Linked DNA regions of Mus musculus: region 1 is linked to region 2. A link is a contact called in public HiChIP or PLAC-seq data. All regions are on one chromosome and are shown on one strand. Each heading gives the region's core, a stretch centred on a gene start, on an enhancer-like site or on the middle of the called end of the contact. The rest is flanking DNA. Distances are from core to core; before and after follow the strand shown.

Region 1 (5,015 bases), core at 881-3,380, 150 kb after region 2:
CACCCTCCTCACTTTTGATTTTTGAGAACTATGGGGTCCATGGTTCTCCTTGGCTGTGAGATTTTACTAGGGATGCATATCAAACCTTGGACTGGTGCATGCAAGCCCTGCCTGTGAGAACCCTTTCATGTCCCAGTAATTGGAATGCTTTAAGTCACCTGTGAGAGTACTCTAAGGCTCCATTCGTCATTTTCCTCAGGGGACCAGAGCTCTGACATCTAACTTTTCCATATCTGTTTATATCGGAGCAGACCTTCCATCTCTAAGAACCACCAACTTCGAGTGGAACGGACCCACACACCCTTTCTTTCCATTTCTCTGGGCACAAGAAAGTTTCAGGAACTCCTAACTTGTAGCTGCAGAACGAGTTAACTCACATGTCATGGTCAACCAGGCCAGACAACCTTTGACTTCTGGGATCTCTAAGGGTTGGGGTGAAGTGGGAGGATGGACAATAGCTCATTGTCACAGGAGACGCTTGTCCTGTGAGGAAGAGAGTCCCAGAATCATTGCTGTCCTCGTTAGGGTGGTGTCCGTTAAGGATTAATTCGTTAGCACCGCATTCCTAGTTTTCCGTAATTATTATTCTTACAGCAAGCGTGAATTCATCCAGGGAGTGAGAAAAAAAAAAAGTTTGCTTCCAGGACAATGAATGTATTATCCGTTCCTAACTGGACCGTGAACTTCAGCTCGTTTCACATAGATATCAGTTTAAGAAAAGGAGAGTGTGTGTGATGTTGTAGGGGGAGTCTGAGGACTGGGATTTCAAAACAGGGCATGGTTCACTGTACGATCTACAGAAAAAAGCACTCTCCCTTCCTGGACAAATGGTGCTATCCTTTTGGCAAGGCGTAGGAATTCGGAAGACTGAGACTTTTAAAAGTGAGCTACTGCAGGATTCTATTCGGCTGCTGCCTGGGACTCAGTATGTCCATTCCAAGGACTTGAGTAAAAGTAGTTGTGGGTATGTGTGTACTTGTCTATTTTCTCTCGTAATTTCTTACCTAGACGTCTGAAACTTTACCAGTGGCTACAGAACAGTATCACAGAGCGCTTTTGGCTAATGAGATTCGCAGTCCTCTATCTCTTACGACCCTGAGCGTATTCAAGGCATTTATTTTCCCATTAGACTTTCTGCCAGCAAGAACAAGGTTTGCTTGTATGAGATGGTCATATTGCTTCGATTCACACAGCTTGTTAAGCACTACAAATGAATTTACTGATTAGATTGGCAATTATTTTCTACGCTAAGTTGTAAGCTTGAAAAAAAGGGGGGGGGGACCTGCTCTCGGGAAAAACATTCTTTTCCCTTACTGTACTTAGGCGGTCCTAGATTTTATAGACTGTTAATGGTAAATCCTGTCATCTTTTTTATTTCTTGCAAATATCACCAAAGGCTTCTCTAGAGCAAGCGCGTTCTTTCTCTCTCTCTCTTTCCTAGTTTGGAAAACTGTAATTTCTTTTCTGTAAAGTTTACTTGGAAGTTGCTCTTCATCTAAAATTATTTTGCAGATGTTTTACCACAGGGAATATAGTGTATAAAAGTGGTGGGAACACTTAGCAATGCATTTGACTCAAGATAAACAATACAGAAAGCTCACACGCTGCTGTTTAGGCTGCATACTGAAAAGAAGTTTCTCGGGACTTCAGTGCCTCTTGATTTTTGCTTTGAATAAGGGGTGAGAAATCTACAAGCTCTTTAGAGAAGATGTAGGAAATACCACAGGAAATAAATCAAAATTTTAGTTCCCTTAAGGGCAATTGCACACCATAGAATTTTAGACCTACCAGTTACAAATAATTCTGATGTAAATTTTCCAGTTTTGGTGGCAAACTAAGGAAAAGCTTTTCTGAAGGATGAAACAACTAATGAAAAGAATACAAATTTTACATTTTATTTCTTTAGTTCTCTCTCCTTGAATAGCCCTCACTCCTTCACCCACAAGATCGCCACCTTACTAGCCCAAACAATTTTTCCAAAGTGAAAAAAAAGGAAAAGAAAACTCCTGGTTTACATCGTTCCTCTAGCAAAAGACAGTTCAAGATCTGAATTTCACATTAAAGGCAAATAAAGCTTTAAAAATTACCTCCTGTGTCATCTGGCTGCTCAGACTCCAGGCTCATAGTGGGAACCTCCGGCTTGGTCCTCCCGGCATACAAAGGCAACTCAGTGAATGCCCCCTCCGCCCATGGAGACTCGGCCTCAGCTGCCAGCTCCGGGATATGCAATTTTGCTTTTTAATGAATCGTAAACAATTTGTATGGCAAATGAGTTTGTTTGTTTTAGTTTGGGGGCATGTGCTGAGCCAGGTTGTACGAGGTCATCACCTATTCCAGGATTTAGGTGCAAATGGGTGGAGCTCTGGGTCACTTTTTAATTTTTTTTTTCTAAATAATAAGGACACACTAGGATAAAAGAAACCAGTCAATAAAAGATTAAGAATAACAAGCCCTCTCCCCCTTCCTTTTCCTCCCCTCCCCCCATAACTGCCCTGGCTTACAGTGGAGTTTTGTGCCCTTTCTAATAACTAGCTGGAAAGCATTTGCATGACGTAACCAACATTTCTTATGGGTATAAGTTTTAGCATTGTCTTTAAAAGACTACTTCCACTTTAAAAAAAAAAAACAGCTATTTTATGATGAAAAATACTGACATGGGACATCTCCAGCATCACTTCTTAAAATTAAAAGTTAACACTTTCCCGAAGGCTATTGGAGATAAGAAATTAGAAAGATAGTTTTTATATGAAAGTGGTGAAAAAAAAAAAAAAAAGAAGAAGGTGCATGGGCTACCCCAGCGTGTAATGAAAACTTTTATTCAAAGCCACCAAGTTGTAAACAACTGAGAGGTTGACAGGCAACTGGGTTCAAGCATGCACATTCTAACAGTAATTACCTTTGGCACGGCCACTTATGAGAAATCTTTTGATATCTGAGCCACTTCTCTAATGCTTTAATCATGTAAATCAAGAAATAGATATTGCGTATCAACTTCATCTCACTGTGTTGTGACATCTCTAGTTGAAACTTTCCGACAGAAAACTAAAGAGAGTACTTGCAAAATTTTTCTTCGCTCCAAATGAATCTGAAATGCCTCAAACGCATACGTATGCTCCAGAAGGGACTCTCCTCTCTTAGAACACCTCCATTCTCCCCATACAGCTTCAAAACGAAGGCAGAATAATTCTTCTCCTGGTCACACTAAGTTAGCGACAAGGGGACAGGGTTGATTATGGGAAAATTTGTCTGTGAATTTCAAAAATACACGTGTCTTTCTTCTATCATTCAAATTTAAGATTTATGATGTCTAAAGCAAAAAAAAAAAAAAAAAGTCCTGGGTGATGCTGCAACCAGCTGTTACTCAGGTCAAATTCCCAACCACTTATTTTGTGACAAATTTTTCTTTTTAGAAATTAATACATTATTTTTCAGTCAATAATTGTTGTTTAACCCAATTGTTTACAACTCAAACTTGTTTTAACAGTAACATGCTTGGGCAAGAAGGATCTGGTATGCCTTGCAGTATAAATATCTATTTTCTAAATATGCATGTAAAAACATGTTTCTGTGAAACCTGCTTTATTCTGCTTACCAATTAGAAGCCATCAATGTGCAGTCTACTTCCACAATGGCTCGAAGCTCCAGGTTCATGGAAACCTCTTGCCTGTGCTTGCTTGAATTCATGTTGTGAGCCACATTTCCCATTTCAACTTTTAAATGATTGTCAACTGAGCAACTTTTCCAAATGACTGTTTTCTGCGTGCCTTTGAAGGTACTGCCTAGTGAAGATTTTTCTAGGAATTGGCACTAGCCTTTCAACATAATGACTGAAATATTGGAAATTGCTTAAATGGTAATAAATGAAAAGATTCAAAAACGAAGAGAACCAGGAAATAATAAAGTGTAAGGTAGTCTCAGTAACTGGGCTAATTTTAGAAAGTCCATGGAATACCTATGTATAGACCTTGAATTTAATGCATTTTTATGCTCTTCTAAAATATCTTTATACAGCAAACTGGCCTGATCTGAGCTAATTATTAAATGAACAACTTTAACTACAACCCACCATTGTATGTAACCATATCATTTCTAAGAATATCCACCAACCTCAGATGTTTCTATGCCCTCAAAACATTCTTTTTCTCTCAGTAATAGATTCTAAGAAAAATCCAAATGAGGTGGTAGGGTTGACTTTTTTATTTTCTTCCACATACATTAAGAATGTATCCTTATCGTTTTCTTTGAGGTCAGTCCTGCTTTTCAAATACAATTCGCTGTTCTTAGAGAGCAGCAAATACATTAGAGTGGTTCCTTTTTTTTTTTTTCTCCTTAAATCTAATTATGATCCAAATGTGCTTCATTCAGAAATGTGATTGGCTGCTTCAGCTAGCCTCTGCTCTTCTGCTATCGTTCTAAAAAATCTTGATTTCCTGTTGTTACGGTCATATTTCTCCTGTGAACTTTAGACAGTGAAATAAATGCTTTGTCCTTCCTTATTTTCTAGTTGAGTTTCCTTCACCTGTCCTGAATATTGTCAGGAGTGTTTCTAATTTAAAACCAAGAGAATCAGGGGCTGATTAGAAGACAGGAAATTGGAGGATTAAGCTGTCTGGTTATACTTCCTTTACTTATCAGCACTCAGTAACTCACTCTAGATTGCAAACGCAACGGGACAGTTTTTACAATTCATTGTTCTTTCTGGGTGCTTACATACATACAGCGAGGGTGTGTGGCAGCCTGTGAACTCCCACGAGCGTGCAAATGTATCGGTGAGTATTTCCTGTGTGCACATGTGAGTATAGTGAGAAGAGAATCTGCAGCTGGGAGTTATAAGTGGACACATTTAAGTGGGGTAGTCCCAAACCAAAGGGGGGCTTATAACGGAGGCATGAAAGTTCACATTAAGACCATCATCCCAGGATAGTCCTGTGAAGTGGAGTAAAGAATGGGAAGCTACAAAGGAAAAGGCAAGAGGCGCTAATTTGGAAGTTAGAACTAGACACTGGTAGCCCTTA
Region 2 (5,112 bases), core at 1,971-4,470:
AAGTCAGTTTTAATACCTGTGTTGATAAGCTGGAGAATAACCACTAATATAAGAGCCAAACACAAAGTACCAAAATCAAGATCTCTGTAACAAGTTCAGTAACAGCAGGTTTAGCTAGGGAACTTGTGACCTGGTGATAGCTGCTATTGCTAAGTAGAGGAGAAATCCACAGTAGAAAGGCCCTACTCTTTCCCAAGAAGAAAGAGAACAAACTTTCCCCGCTACTATTATAGAAGTTTCATAAAACCTTGCCCACCAAAATATACTAGAAAATAAATAGGACAATATATCCTTTATCTAACAAAGTAAAAATCACCTCATATCTATCCTGTTCATTGTTCATTGAATACAAGTTAATGAAGAACGGTAGCATCTTCTAAGAGTACCTGGAAAACCACACCAAATTCTCAGCCATGATACTCATAAAACGTAAGAGAAAAGCATTTGTTGAACACTAGCATGTATGCCTCAATCCTTTATAATTACCATATGTTTAATTATTACTCAACTACAATGTCCATGGCATATATGAGAAGAAGCAAACTGATTAGTTTCAAATAGAAGCAAAATGAATAGTACTCACTTCAACCATGAAATGAATAATAGAGTCAAGACTCAGATTCATCTTGCTATCCACCCAACACTACGACTAATGACGAAGAAGATGATGAACAAGGTGAAACTCTAACCATTAGTTGTCTCTATTAAGAATTCTCTAGCACCATGTAGCTATCTAACTGACAAAATCAAAGAACTACAATCTGACTGTTGAAATATGCACCATCTCCCAATATCTCTCATGCTGGAGATATTACTCACAGACATCTTAGAGATGAAATTCTCTAAGCATAAGAGTTTCTCTACCCCAAGTCTTCAAGCTGTGCTGCCAGGTCCTGCAGGGGGAAGTTAAGAAGGAAATCTTGGTATCTCATCTCAGCAACTCATTCATCTGTTTATCCTTCTGTTTCAAGTAGTGATATCATAGTTCCTTAAACTATACTAATCACCATGAAAACTGTTTACCCTTTTCTGTGTGCACTTCAATATTTATACAACCTTACAGCGAGTTACTCAAGAGTGACTTCAATAGTGTGGGGGATCTGTTTCTTGATTGGTCAAATTAACTTCACATGAAGATTTCTTTATTTTTTAGACATATTGTCCTGTCAACACATAGTAACACAAGTTTAATTAAAACTCAATCATGACTGATTCTCAAGCCTCACTGTGGATTAGAAGTACTGGTTGTTTAGGTACGAACCTAAAAAGATCTTAATTTGGTAAATCTATTATGCATCCCAAAAGTCTACATTTTGATAATCAGGCATTATAGCATAGGCCTATAATCCTAGGACTCATGATTCTGAAGTAGGAATAGATCTTAGTAAAAGTCAGCTGAGATTACATATTGATATTCTATTTAAATAGTAGGGAGGGGCAATTCCCCTCTGAATACTAGCTAGGTCTTACCCTAGATAACCTTTCATTGATAAGTATATATTGAAAATAAAATACATTTAAACAATGGAATACTATTCAGCTGGTAAGAAAAAGGAAATTTGTAGGTAAGTATATAGATGTAAAAACAATCATCTTAAATACTGTAACACAGATTCAGAAAGACAAATATTACATGTTTCCCTTTTGTGGGAATATTAGGTTTCAAGCTTTATCCAGAGTATCCACAGAGATTGTGTAGCTGTAAGAATCCAGGGAGGGAGAGAGTATATTCCAAATAATGAAAAATAGAATATAGTGTAGAAAATGATAAAGGAAAATGGAAAGGGGGATGAGATGGAAGGGTGAAGTGGGTAATATGGAAAGGGACAACTAATACTAAAGACTTTTGAAAAGTCATATAGAAATCCACTACTATAGAAGTTTCCTAAAATAAATACATGTACGACGGGAATTTAAATGGAATCAACACATAATGGAGAGACAATAAAATCTCAACTAAACATCAAATGCTAACAAAACAACACCCCAGACCCAGGGATAGGTTACATCTTTTTGAGTTATTGAGCATAAGGGATCTAACAGACATCCCACCACCCAGGGATTACTGACTATAGCCAATGCTATACATCCCAGTCTCCTAGAACTTGATGGAAATCGTCTTTTGCTTCTTAATAATATGGCTTGTGTTTTATCAAAACCCATAAAGCCTATACATCCCTAAATGTTCACTCCTAAGGAATGGTCTCTTGGGAAATGATCAAAGACAACTGCAAAGACCTCCTATGAACACATTCAGTGCACATTTCTTTATGGATAGAAAACCAAGGAAGGGAAAGAGGAAAGAAACAAGTTGGGAAAGAAATGGAAAATAAAGAAACAGGAAAGGAACTTTCCAACAGCAAGACACTGAATACCAGAAAAATATAAAAATATAATTAGTACAAGGCCTACTACAGGGTTCTATTTTAATAACTTATAAAACACTATGAGAAGTGGTCTGGTGGTGTTTCTCAGTTCTTAGAATTCTTGTCTAATGTGCAAAGCCCTGTACATTATCAGTGCTATGTAAAATCAGATGTTATGATGTATACCTGGACTATAGGAATTCAGGAAGGAGAAGTAGGAAGATTAGAACTTTACAGTCATTCTTTGTTACATAACTATTTCAAGGCCAACCTCCGTTACATGAGACAATAATGGTAAAACCTGAGAACAAATGATGGATGGACAGTCCCTAAACTTCTGTATTATGTCTTTACTGTTATTTTTAAGTAGTCTTGCCATAGAGTTCAGGTTGGCCTTGAAGTTACTGTGTAAGCTGAGCTTGAAATAGCAATACTCCTGAGACAGCTCCCCACTCTCAATGTAGCATGGATTATAGACATATGCCATCATACCTGGGCCTCTGCATTCGTTTTTATAACTTCATGTGAACCTAAAACCATCTCAAGAAGTTCAATGAAAAGTAAATAAAAGCAAATACTCAGCAAATAACAGCATTAGGATTCATACCTAATGCTGTTAGCTCTGTCTGAACTTTCTCAGCAGTAGCAGTGCTAAACTGGTCTCAAGATGTTGTTGTTTGGCCTTTCTTCCTTGACCTTGTCCTCTCAGGCTCCTGGGGGACTTGACCTGACTGTAACTTTGCAAAGTGCAGCCTGCTGTCCTGTGTTGCAAAATTGTCGGAACCACTCCTGACGACCATTTGCTAGGACTGCCAAGACCAGCAAGGGGCAGCCTGCTGGTTTTCTTGCCAAGGAGGAGCAAAGGAAAGAAGGTAAGAGTCAATGGGCATTTTGCCTACTGAGGACTCTGGGAATGGATGCTCCATAGATATGCAAATTGAATTCTGTGTAATTTGTGCTTTTCAATAACCTCAGCATGTGTTGGATATGTACAAAAAGAATTATAAAATAAAATTGCAGACAAAGGGGAAAGTCAGAACGCAGAAAGGAAAAGAATTGGTTTATTCCACAAGCCAAACAACAGGTCATCATAAATTCGCCAGCCATTAGCTCTTCAGTTGCTTGGAACAAAGAGATTGAAATGAAATGGTCGGGGGTTGGAGGGCAGAATCACAGTTAACTGTGAGTAGCTGGCCTGCTTCCACTTGGCCAACCAGACAGCTCAGAAAATTGGCCAGGGAACTGCCTTGTGACATGTGCCATCTCACTGGGACAGCCCTCATCAGTTTGCAAACTAGCCACAGCTCTTCCATATGTCCAGGGAGCCACTGGGAAATGTTCTCTCAAGTAAATCATGGGGTTAAAAAAGTCCAACTGGGGTTTAGGATAATAGATCAGTGGTAGTGCATTTGACTCACATATGCCAGCCCTGGGTTTGATCTCCAGTGCAACTGAAAATATTAAAAAAAACAAACCTACAATGTTTTAAGTGGCTACCAGCTGATCTATAGTTACAAGTCCCATCCCTCTAAAACTGTAAGATGAACAAGGTACAAAATAGAAGTCTGAAGGTAAAACCAAATAGGTGAGGGCATGAGAAAGAAACTGAAAGAGAAGATAGTGATGGAAACAATAGTAATCATTGCTGCTAATGCCCTGCTATGGTTGGTCTGTCACTCCCACCTGCAGCCCATCATCAGTTTTCCTTCAAATCCAAAAGCAGCTGTCTACTCAGGAGCAGAGTCCCAGTGGCCCTCCCACACATTCTTAAGTACTGTGAAGATGGCTGTGAAACGGTCTCCTAGTCAGACAATGTCTCTCTCCATCACCACACTCACTTGCATATCCATTTTGAGTTGTCTTTTATTTTGCCCATTCCAATAGAATCTGAACTCTTTGACAACAGTGTCTAGAGTTCAGTGATGGATTCCAAATGCCAACCATTGGGCCTGGTTCATGTGAGCTACTATAGTAATGTTTGCAAATGACTGAGTGAGTTTTGGATGGACAGAAGGTTAGATGAAAGCTAGGCATGTTACTTTCCATACTTGCTACATGAGTTAGTGCTTATTAATTCCATTTTGCAAATGAAGAAAGTAATGTTCAAAGAAAAAAAAACTAATCATCTGGTGTCTTACCTTGTGAATGACCATCTTTTAAAGGTGACATTCAGCCTCAGAAGCAGGACATAATAAAGACTGGGAGAGGTTTGAGCAGCAAATGAATGGATAATAAAAGAAAACAGAAGGAAGAAAGACTGGGGAGAAACCAGGGCTGAGCTAAAGCAGTTGTGCCTGGGAAGAACAAGGCTTTAGCTTTATTTGAAAAATAAGTAACAAAGTCTAAGTTGAACATAAGCCAGAAATCCATGATGTCATATTAGCACAGAATCAAGAGTTTAAGATGGGCTCCCCAATCCTATTTGGCTCTAACAGCAGGTGTAGACTGGAATTGGAGATTTGCAAACTGGCCAAGGTCATCCTGATACTTCGAATGCAAAGGAAGCTCAACAGAGATTTGATAAATAAGCAGACAAGCTCAGAGATTTTGCTGTCTGCATCAGAAAAAGGAAAGGGGACAGTTTTGCTTAAATGAAGTAAAATAATCTCCCTCTTAAAGACAGAAGTCTCATGGACCCTGCCTGCCATAATTCTCAGAGTAATATGATTTTTGACAAATTCATTAAGCAATAAGACATGGCAGACTGTAAATTGCTCTACTGCTAATTTATGTCCACCCTATTGTT

Evidence for each region. HiChIP or PLAC-seq counts read pairs in DNA pulled down with a chosen protein or histone mark.
Region 1: an H3K27ac HiChIP or PLAC-seq map of neural progenitor cells shows a contact between it and region 2, with 3 times the contacts expected there. The contact joins the promoter of E130114P18Rik here to the enhancer-like site in region 2. A contact is called at or near these places in 3 of 484 Hi-C or Micro-C datasets (cerebellum, muscle stem cells and stem cell-derived neural progenitor cells) and 4 of 115 datasets of contacts at active chromatin or transcription factors (embryonic forebrain, neural progenitor cells and stem cell-derived neural progenitor cells).

The regions. Positions count from the first base shown.
Region 1 is chr4:97,582,461-97,587,475 of GRCm38.p6, forward strand. It overlaps E130114P18Rik (RIKEN cDNA E130114P18 gene), which reads right to left and starts at 2,131. Exons shown (of 3, transcript NR_015513.2): 1 at 2,088-2,131. It also overlaps a transcript of Nfia not described here.
Region 2 is chr4:97,436,276-97,441,387 of GRCm38.p6, forward strand. No RefSeq gene overlaps it. Among named protein-coding and RNA genes, the nearest start is that of Gm40207, 22 kb to the left of the region's middle. Within about 2 kb of position 3,221, at least 13 of the 459 cell types and tissues checked have an H3K27ac peak or open chromatin away from gene starts, as enhancers often do. A contact at or near this core is called in cerebellum and neural progenitor cells, where this site is marked.